2 separate regions of the Astyanax mexicanus genome follow, and region 2 is linked to region 1. A link is a contact called in public Hi-C data. All regions are on one chromosome and are shown on one strand. The core of a region is the stretch at or near the end of the contact, and the rest is flanking DNA. Distances in the headings are between cores, read along the strand shown.

The links. Hi-C and Micro-C count contacts between places; a contact is called where the count stands out from the background.
Region 2: a Hi-C map of muscle shows a contact between it and region 1, with 6 times the contacts expected there. The contact joins the promoter of LOC103029682 here to the enhancer-like site in region 1. A contact is called at or near these places in 2 of 3 Hi-C or Micro-C datasets (both in muscle).

What each region holds. Positions count from the first base shown.
Region 1 is chr6:41,600,068-41,604,514 of AstMex3_surface, reverse strand. All of the region lies in intron 3 of dcst1 (DC-STAMP domain containing 1), which reads right to left. It overlaps dcst2 (DC-STAMP domain containing 2), which reads left to right. Exons shown (of 17, transcript XM_015605901.3): 7 at 2,065-2,130; 8 at 2,253-2,466; 9 at 3,321-3,478; 10 at 3,789-3,953; 11 at 4,142-4,309. Among protein-coding and RNA genes, the nearest start is that of dcst2, 7.4 kb to the left of the region's middle. Within about 2 kb of position 2,409, the one cell type or tissue checked has an H3K27ac peak away from gene starts, as active enhancers do.
Region 2 is chr6:41,673,408-41,677,854 of AstMex3_surface, reverse strand. LOC103029682 (semaphorin-4A) reads right to left here and starts at 2,190. Exons shown (of 14, transcript XM_022673584.2): 1 at 1,898-2,190. The coding sequence starts at 2,036. It overlaps adam15 (ADAM metallopeptidase domain 15), which reads right to left. Exons shown (of 25, transcript XM_022673581.2): 25 at 3,338-4,356. The coding sequence ends at 4,284.

The DNA.
Region 1 (4,447 bases), core at 1,160-3,659:
GAGATTTGTTCTTTAGCAACTACTAAGACCTCACTGCTGTGCAATTTATGCAGCAGAGGGGTGTAGACTTAACGGAAAATAATTAATATAAGGTAACCACTGATTGGGCTGCCTGTTCATTTTTTGTTTCTTCTGAAATTAAGGCTATTATGAAGGAGTTTATCCTGCTTTTATTGGACTGACCATGTCTCTACCACCCAGGAAAGGCTTTATTCTACATTTTAAAGCATTGCTGCGAAGATTTGATTACAATCAGTGATAAACAACATTACTGAAGCCAGAATTTCAGATGATCCCCCACTCAACTCATCCTCAACTCAACAACTCATCCCAAAAGTCCTGATTATAGCATCAGTGATTTCCCTGTTTTACAGGGCCTAGACAAGTTGTGTGTGCATTTGAACATCTGTATAAGCAATGGGTGCAACTTGAAATAGGGCTGTTCTGTCTTAAAACTAGTCTATTATTTACTGTGAAGGCTTAGGTGTATTTATTGTATAATTGTTTTAGTTTGCAGTTTATATGCATGCACAAAATATTCTGCAATATTATTTGCTGCATTATATTATTTTTTGCTATATTATTTATTTTGCCACATTATGATTATGCTGTTATACTATTATACTATATTCCTGGTGTCTCTGCTATCTTGGCAATAGAAAACACAGATGCACCACTGACTGTAAAAAGCCTAGAGAACAGACAGACCTTCACTGTTCATTGCTACGTTTATGGCAAAGCAAGGTGTACTTTTCCCATCGTTGTGATGGCAAAGACACACTGACATGCCCTAAATAAATAAGAGCAGAGCACTGATGAAGGCTCACATAGATCACTAAAAAAGGGCCCTTAATCTGTCACTGCTTGGACAGCTGGAATAAGACCAGCTACGGTGCCACTACACTACACTAGACTACACACACACACAAACACACACACACATTGCCACTACCATTGTTGTCTTTTCTGTGCTCCACCCAGGGTTAAGGGTTAAGGTTAATGCTTTCCATACATCAGAGTTTCATAGCTGAAGTAAACTACATGGTTGTCTGAATGCTGAGGCCACACAATGCTTTCCTCATCCCTTCAAATACCAATTGAAATTCCATGACTCACCCACTTCCCGCTTTCTCTGTGTTTTTTTTTTCCAAATGAATTATTGTTTTATATCCGTCGCTGTTCTAGGGAAGCCTGAGCGGCACAAGTACCTCTGAATCCAAACATGACCTCAGACTGAGCACACAGCTCAGGACAAACATTTACAGAGACAGTGCATTGTACAAGTCTGCTTGTGTGATTTAGAGGGTGCTTAGACACTACCACATTTTGGAAGACATTTGGCAACAAAGCAAGGGAACTTTCCAGCCTGCTGTCATTATTAAAGCTACATTCCATTAGATTTCTTCTTTTAAACAAACAAATGTGAGAACAAACAAAAGATTATAATAAATGAGACCATTGGGTTTTACTACTATCCCTTCAAAGACATATATATTCATTCTAAAAACAGAATAGTCTGGTAGGTTTCCCCAGGAGTTTTTCTGGCCACAACAGCTTTTGCTGATTATCTGAGCAACTATGCTGCTAATGGCACTGATACAAGAGCTACTGTGAACATGGACATATCAGAGCGGCAAACAGTGTTCATCTGCTCATTTACACATTATTAAATAAAAAAAAACTAAGGAAGAATTAGAAATGAAGAGAGCTGACAAGCTAAAAAAATAGTACAACAGAGTCAATGCTAAGATCACCATATCATCATATCACGATCACAATCATCATATCACGATGCAAGTTTTAAAAAGGATTTTTGGTATTCTCAGTACACCAAAAAGATCTCTTAATCCCAAACATGTACAAACAGTCATTATAAATAAAAAAAATGCCAATAATATAGTCAGCACCACTTCAGAAATGACATTTGACCCTGCACACAACATGTCACTCGAATCTGGTTTAGTTTAATATTAATATGAGTCATCTGCCAATTCTCTGTGTGTGAATGCAAGTTAAATAACTGTACATATTAATTATATTTCTCCCCCACTTTTTCCTCAACAGTTGGTGAGTTCTTCTGTATCCTACCCTCATACATCGCAGACCATCTAAAGGCTAAACTGGCAGCCCGTAAGTGCACAGACCTTTGCATTACAAACTGTCTTGTTCTAGTTTGACTCATAACATCCTCGTTTTAAGACCTAGTTCCCTTTTTTCTGCTCTGTATATGTTGTGTTGTGTTTCCTCTCTAGCAACTATCGCTGCATTTAATCGAATGAAGAAGGAGTTTGAATTCAACATGTCGGCCTCTGTTCATTTCGACTTGGACCTGAACAGGAGTCAGTCATTTCAGGAAATGACTCAGGAGATCATGCAGGAGGTGGCACAGGAGCAGGAGCGCTTCCTGGAGCTAACAGCAGTGCTGGAATATGTGGGCCTGTTCCTGCTGCTGTATATGTACCTGCAGTGAGTCCAGCAATAACAGTCAGCATAAACTTACTACTGCCTTTTAGTGCAAGGTGCAGGCAGATGTGTCCCTGCACTATACTTCCATTAGTGTTTAAACATCACTTCTAATTGGTGCATATTTTAAAATGCTATACTTTTATAATGCACCCATTGCTGGCAATCAAGGATATAATATAAAAACACACAGTTTATTCTATGTATGATGGGTAAAACAGACAGTTAAAATGTATCCATTCTAGAATAATATTTAGAGATGAACATCTCTTCCACTAACTAACCACACACCAGGCAGAGAGGACAGCAACACTATACAGTCCTTGTTACAGTGCTTAAAACAAAGCACTGTTATAGTATGGTATGCTTTCTATTGCTATATTACGCTTTGCACTGCAATACAACTTCTATGATCTGTAACATTGACTTAAGCCTGCCAATCAAAGCAGAGATAATCTTTTTCTGGAGAAACATCAGACAATATAACAGAGTTGCAAAAATGCTGTCTTGTCTAATCTGAGCTTTGACACACCCTTTTTATATATCGAATAACCTCTTTAAATATACAAAAATGTCATTTTCTGGAAGCTTTAGGCTACTCCTGCCTTTGTTCCCCAAAAATGGAACAAAAACCTAAACAGCTCTGCCATGCATCTCTTTGTAATGACATATTCAGTTTCTCAGTGTTCCTAAATTGCTGATTGAAATGGCCCACTGTATCCTCAGATAAGCTTACTCTGATTGACTATGATGTAATGTATCTTGATGATAATATCATATTGTTAATTTGCACACACTAATGTAAGATTTAATGAATCTGCTGATGCTGTGTTTTTGTACTGTCCACTTCTGAGCAGGGCGGTTCTGTACAAAAACAGTTACCTTCACAAAGATGATTTTGACAACTTCTACATAACAGAGCAGTTCATAGAGATGGATTGCAAGCTCTCTAGACAAGGAAGACCAGCTGTATTGCCGCTGAGTGAGAGAGAAGCCCTTATCTACATTACACCCTGTGAGTGAGAATGTAATAATTTTAATATGTCTGCAAATAATGACATGATTACATTGATTTTGAAATTATTAAATATTTTGGTCAGAATAAAATATCAGGGCTGTTTTGAAATGTAATTCTCATATTTCTCTTTTTTTATACAAATTTTTGCTACATTTGTTCATTTTTTGAACAGTTCTATACGTGAAACAGCAAATAATTGTAATGATCTTTGATAAGAACAGTTATCTACATTTATATAAACTAATGCATGTTTCAGGGTTTAGATATCACTTAAATCTGACATTTTTTCTTTGTCAAACCCCACAAGGTTCTGTAAGGCTGACTGATCGTGAGTGGGTGGCTATTGGGGCTGGACTTGTATTCCTGCTCAAACACTTGGTAGTGGGCTGTGTGGTAATAGGTCTGGATCTCATGGTGTTCTGGGTGTTTGATATGGTGCATCACCAGGCTCAGGGAGAGATAGTGGCTAGAGGTGAGACGCTTGCAAGCTTTCACTAAACTTCCTTTGTGGGAGAAAACTATTTTTTATGCAGTATTTAGGGCTTGGATAAATTAATATAACTGTTAATTAATGCATTTAAAAAAAAAGTCTTATAGTTTGCTTGCTTTGCTGGCTGTTTTTGACCTCTGATGCAGAGCTGTGGTGTATTTTTTTCCCAGCTCCTATGATTGTTGATGTGGAGGTGAACGGATCTGGCTATGCTTCTGACATCTTCAAGGACATAGTGACATCTTTTGATATCCTGCAGAGAGGAAACATCACAATCCTCAGCAAGAAGTGTCTGATGGAGCCTCTAGAGCCCGACTACATGAGATACCTTTTCATAGGTACTGATGCATACAAATGATACAAGCTGCTACATGCTCATTGGTGAACAGAATTTAAAGGTGTCTGAGGACATCTAGTGGTCAAGAACAGTGAATCATAGCAGAAGCAAAAGTGTATTAACATTAGAAAGATATTAA
Region 2 (4,447 bases), core at 941-3,440, 74 kb before region 1:
TTATATCTGGTCAACAGCAGACTCTTACATGAGATGAATGACAGGGAAACAAATTGTGGATGGCAACAATGAAGTCTGTTATTAAGCACCAACATCTATGTACCTACATGGAGCTAACACAGAGTTCAGTTTCTAAATGAGGTAAACAGTAAATGTATAATTTTCCTTTCTGTGTTTTAGAACAACTATCTTACTCATCCGGTACACTATGTTAACATGCTCTGACCTCTGACTCAAATAAACTAGATCACCATAAATGGAATTTGCATGCTACTGTGGTTCATCTGTGCTCCCTGTGGTTTAGCAATGCTTGAGACCACCAGTTCCATTGCACTGAGCTCAGTTATACTAAACTGTCTTTAAATAAAAGCTTTAATTCAGGATAGTTATATTAGCAATACGAGGACTTAACCTCCATTAACTTCGATTAATTCCTCGTATTGCTAATATAACTATCCTGAATTAAAGCTAGCTGAACTAATATCTGAGCCAATCAAAGTTAATGGAGGTTAAGTCCTCGTATTGCTAATATAACTATCCTGAATTAAAGCTTTTATTTAAAGACAGTTTAGTATAACTGAGCTCAGTGCAATGTACATTAATACATTTACTCATCTATGGACTTCCAATAGAAACAGGTGTCAATATGAATAATGGTGTGATAAAATATAGATACAGCGATGTATCGTTTTGTTTGCGATACATTATTGATACTTGGCATCAAATATAAATTTTTATGTTTTTTTTGCATTAATGTATTTTGCTTTTAAATATTTTCTATTCTGTAAGCTTATGTTACACAGTAACAGTGTAGTGTGGTGGTGTTCTACCTAGTCATTTTATAATTTAAAGGAAAAAACATAATAAACGTCATTTAGTGGTTGACAAAGTTCATAACTCCTGCAATCTATATATCTTCATAATTAAAAAGAAAAATAGTTGCTTTAAAAAGAACCAAATAATCAAAGGTTAATAATACTTAATACAATATAATAATTAGAATACTACTGATTAAAAGTTAAATATTTTGCTATTCCAAGTTGTGCATCTGCAAATGTGCACATCATAGTGTAACAATAAAACAGTATTAGCACATTGATTAAAACTTAGGCTATATTAGGCTGTATTATATAATAATATATTATATTATTATTTTATAATATATTTAGATTTTTAGTATTTCAAATTAGTTGTTTTTGTAAAATTTCTAACTGTTTGTCTTATTTGCTGCTGAAAACCAGAAACACAAAAATGCTTCCTCTGAAACACTTATCTGATATAACCAGAAACCGAGTATGCATTATGCATTCAAACTATGAAGCTCTGAGAAGCTTTTTTTGCCTTTTTTTTTTTTTTTTAGATATTACTTAATGCAGTATTAGTTTGAGGGACTTTATTTCTGCTACTTGCACAGGGGAAGGGTAAAACAGTTGTAGCATGTTTATTAAAAATAAATTAGATAAACAGATTATATAAAGTAAAATTTTTCTTTTTTAAGTCAGAATTGGTTCTGTTAGTCTTACTTTCTGATTAACCAGAACCACAGAAACGCTTCCATAACTCTACCTCAGAAACACAACCTTGGCAAAGACACACACTGCATCAAAGCTTTGAAGCACTGAGTAAACCTTTATTTTGTAAGTGTGTAGTTTTTGAAGGTATTTTTATTGACTGGGGACCATTTAAAACAAATTGTTTAATTTAAAACAAAATCTTTAAACTAATTTTGAGGCTAAGTAACTCTCTCTAGCTGACTTACAAACTGATGTTTAGTTAGTACTGACTGATCACTGAGATCATTTTGAGAATAGTTTTACACTGTGTGTGATCAATAGTCATTAGGACAAGTACATCAGTATAAATCCACTGAACTGATGAATTCTGAAACTGCACTGACCTGGGAGGAAGGTGGTCCGTGGAGAGATGGAACTTTGAGTGAAGTGCAAAAGTCCTAAAAGTAGGAAGCAAAATTTCCAGCTTCGATACCCTCCTGCCATAGTCGGCATGGACCTGAGAAGACTGTGTGCAACCAGCATGTGTTCTTCAGTTTAGCTCTTAGTCTTCACAATACCTGTACAATAAAACTGAAACACCCCGTGCCTGTGTCTTCCTGTGAAGGGAAGAGGAAGTCATTACACCAGCACTTCTTCTCTGAAAGTAAAAAAATAATTCTCTTGAATGATACTTCACACTTCTTGCACTGCGGCAGTCTGCATATCACACTGCAAACACCAACAAATAACAATGCTGTAACAGTTATTGCAAGGTTGCATATTTTTTTTTCTTTTTTTCATTTGTTACCATAGCTGTAGGACTGTAGAACACTGGCGGAATCGCAAAAGGAGAGGAAATGAGGGGTTTGTGGGGGTGGGAGGCGATGGGGTACACGTGTTACCACACACACAGTTATTTAAACACAGTAGTCTATACATGTAATCCACACATATACATGTCATCATATCTTTAGGTAACTGTTCTTCACCTGTTGTGTGGAGCTTGCTCGCTTTTGCAGTCTGTAAGTTAGATAATTAGGTAAGTTATTCGATTGGTTATTGTTTCTGGTTAAAACAGTATTTTATCCTACTGAGATAGAAAACAAACAACATGAGAGCGAAGCAGTTAACTACAGTGTTTTTATCTTATTAAGCTATGAAACTATAATGCAGAAACTGTAGTGAACTGTTGGTGACTGTCTGATTGATGTAGGTTATCATATATTGTGGCATTCCACAATGTTTTACTGTAGGACCAATAAAACAGATGTAATAATGATAATACTGTAATTCTGAGAGTGAAAGACTGAAGTGTAGCTTACATACAGGTTCTAACGGGTAAAGCACTAAACTCTAACTAATGTAATGTCAGATAGAAAATTACAGGTGAAAACGTAGATTAATAGATTTCAGTTCTTAATATTTAAATGCAAGCAGGTCATCTAGTGTACCACCTTGAGATGCTTGAGAACCACTGCTCTAGAGTGCAAAAAAAGAGACACAATGCTTAAATGCCTGCAATAAAAGACAATAATGTGCCTTGAAGATCAAGATCAAGATTTTGATAATGTGTCTTAAATAGTGCCCATCTATGAGTTCCCTCATGCCCTTCTAGTAAGAAAGGGTTCTGTTACAAACTGTTCTATGCCACCCCACTTTAAAGTTTCTCAAAGTGCGTCCCAATTTAAATTATAAGGAAATTTCAATAAATTCTTCTTTAACCACAGACCATTTGTACTTACGCTGAATTCTCTCAGAAGTAGTGACATGTCTAATTAATAAAAGCTGTTTATAAGTAGACTTATTGTACTCATCACTAATGCAACAAAAGACAAAGTAGTCTGTTCTTTAAAAATAGGTTCCATGTTTATTGCATAAAAAATAATGTATACTGCATGATACACTCCAATCTCTCACATTCTCTTTCAGTATTTACAAAATAACAAAGAGTAAAAAGTCCAAACGAATGCCAAGCACTGGAGTCATCCTTCCACTGATACAGATGTGAGATTTCTTCAACTGAGATGAGTCACAAAAGTGCACAACAGAACTGCACTTACAGACTGAGCTCCACAGACACACTGGGGACAATTCAATGTTTCTTGTAATGAGGAAACCTTGTCCATAGTACAGTAGCTTGTTGGAGACAATACAGCAGCAGAATGGGAAACAATTCCACAACAGCTCATGAACCTTGCAGATCTTTAGAAACTGGGAAAGGCCAAGTCAATCTCTAGAATTTCTTAGTTAATTACTGAAACTGTGATTTTTTAGCCTTTTGATCAGAAAGGCTGCAGAGCACACATCTCCAGAGCAGCATGCAGACATCACTCATCTGGTTTAGCCAGGCCAGCACAGGCAGGTAAGGCTGCTTCTTTAGGATACTCATTGGCCACACTGGTCAGATGCCCAAACTGGGTTTTGAACAAAGGCTGAGCGTTGCCTGACTGACCTTCAAGACACTGACTGGCAAATCATACTGCATGTATGTTGCATTTGTGCTGAATGGAACATCTTGTGGAACACCTTCTCTCATATCCATTTCTTCCGAATTAGGTTCTTCTCCTCCGAAGTCTGTAAAGCCAATAAAGGTCCAGCACAACTAGTCTGATTAGTTCTACCAACCAGAAATGGAAGAGATCATGACCCGAGTGCTTGAGAAAATCCACTTTAAGCCATGGGCAAGTTGTGCAGAGTCTTCTCTCATGGTCAGTGCAATTAGAATTGTGCGAGACTTCAGCGCATCCACGTGTGATCCTCCAACAGTAAGAAAGCAAGTCCTCACTTACATTACATCGGAGTGGGGTTGGGGTATTTCCTTGGGTGATGTTGGCCCCTATTAACCGGGGGCAACGGAGCACGTCTGGGGGAAAAAAAAAAGGAAATGTTAATCAGTATTAGTTACAAAGCTCTGTGATGACAACTTCAAACTTTATGGCTGTTTATTAATGTAA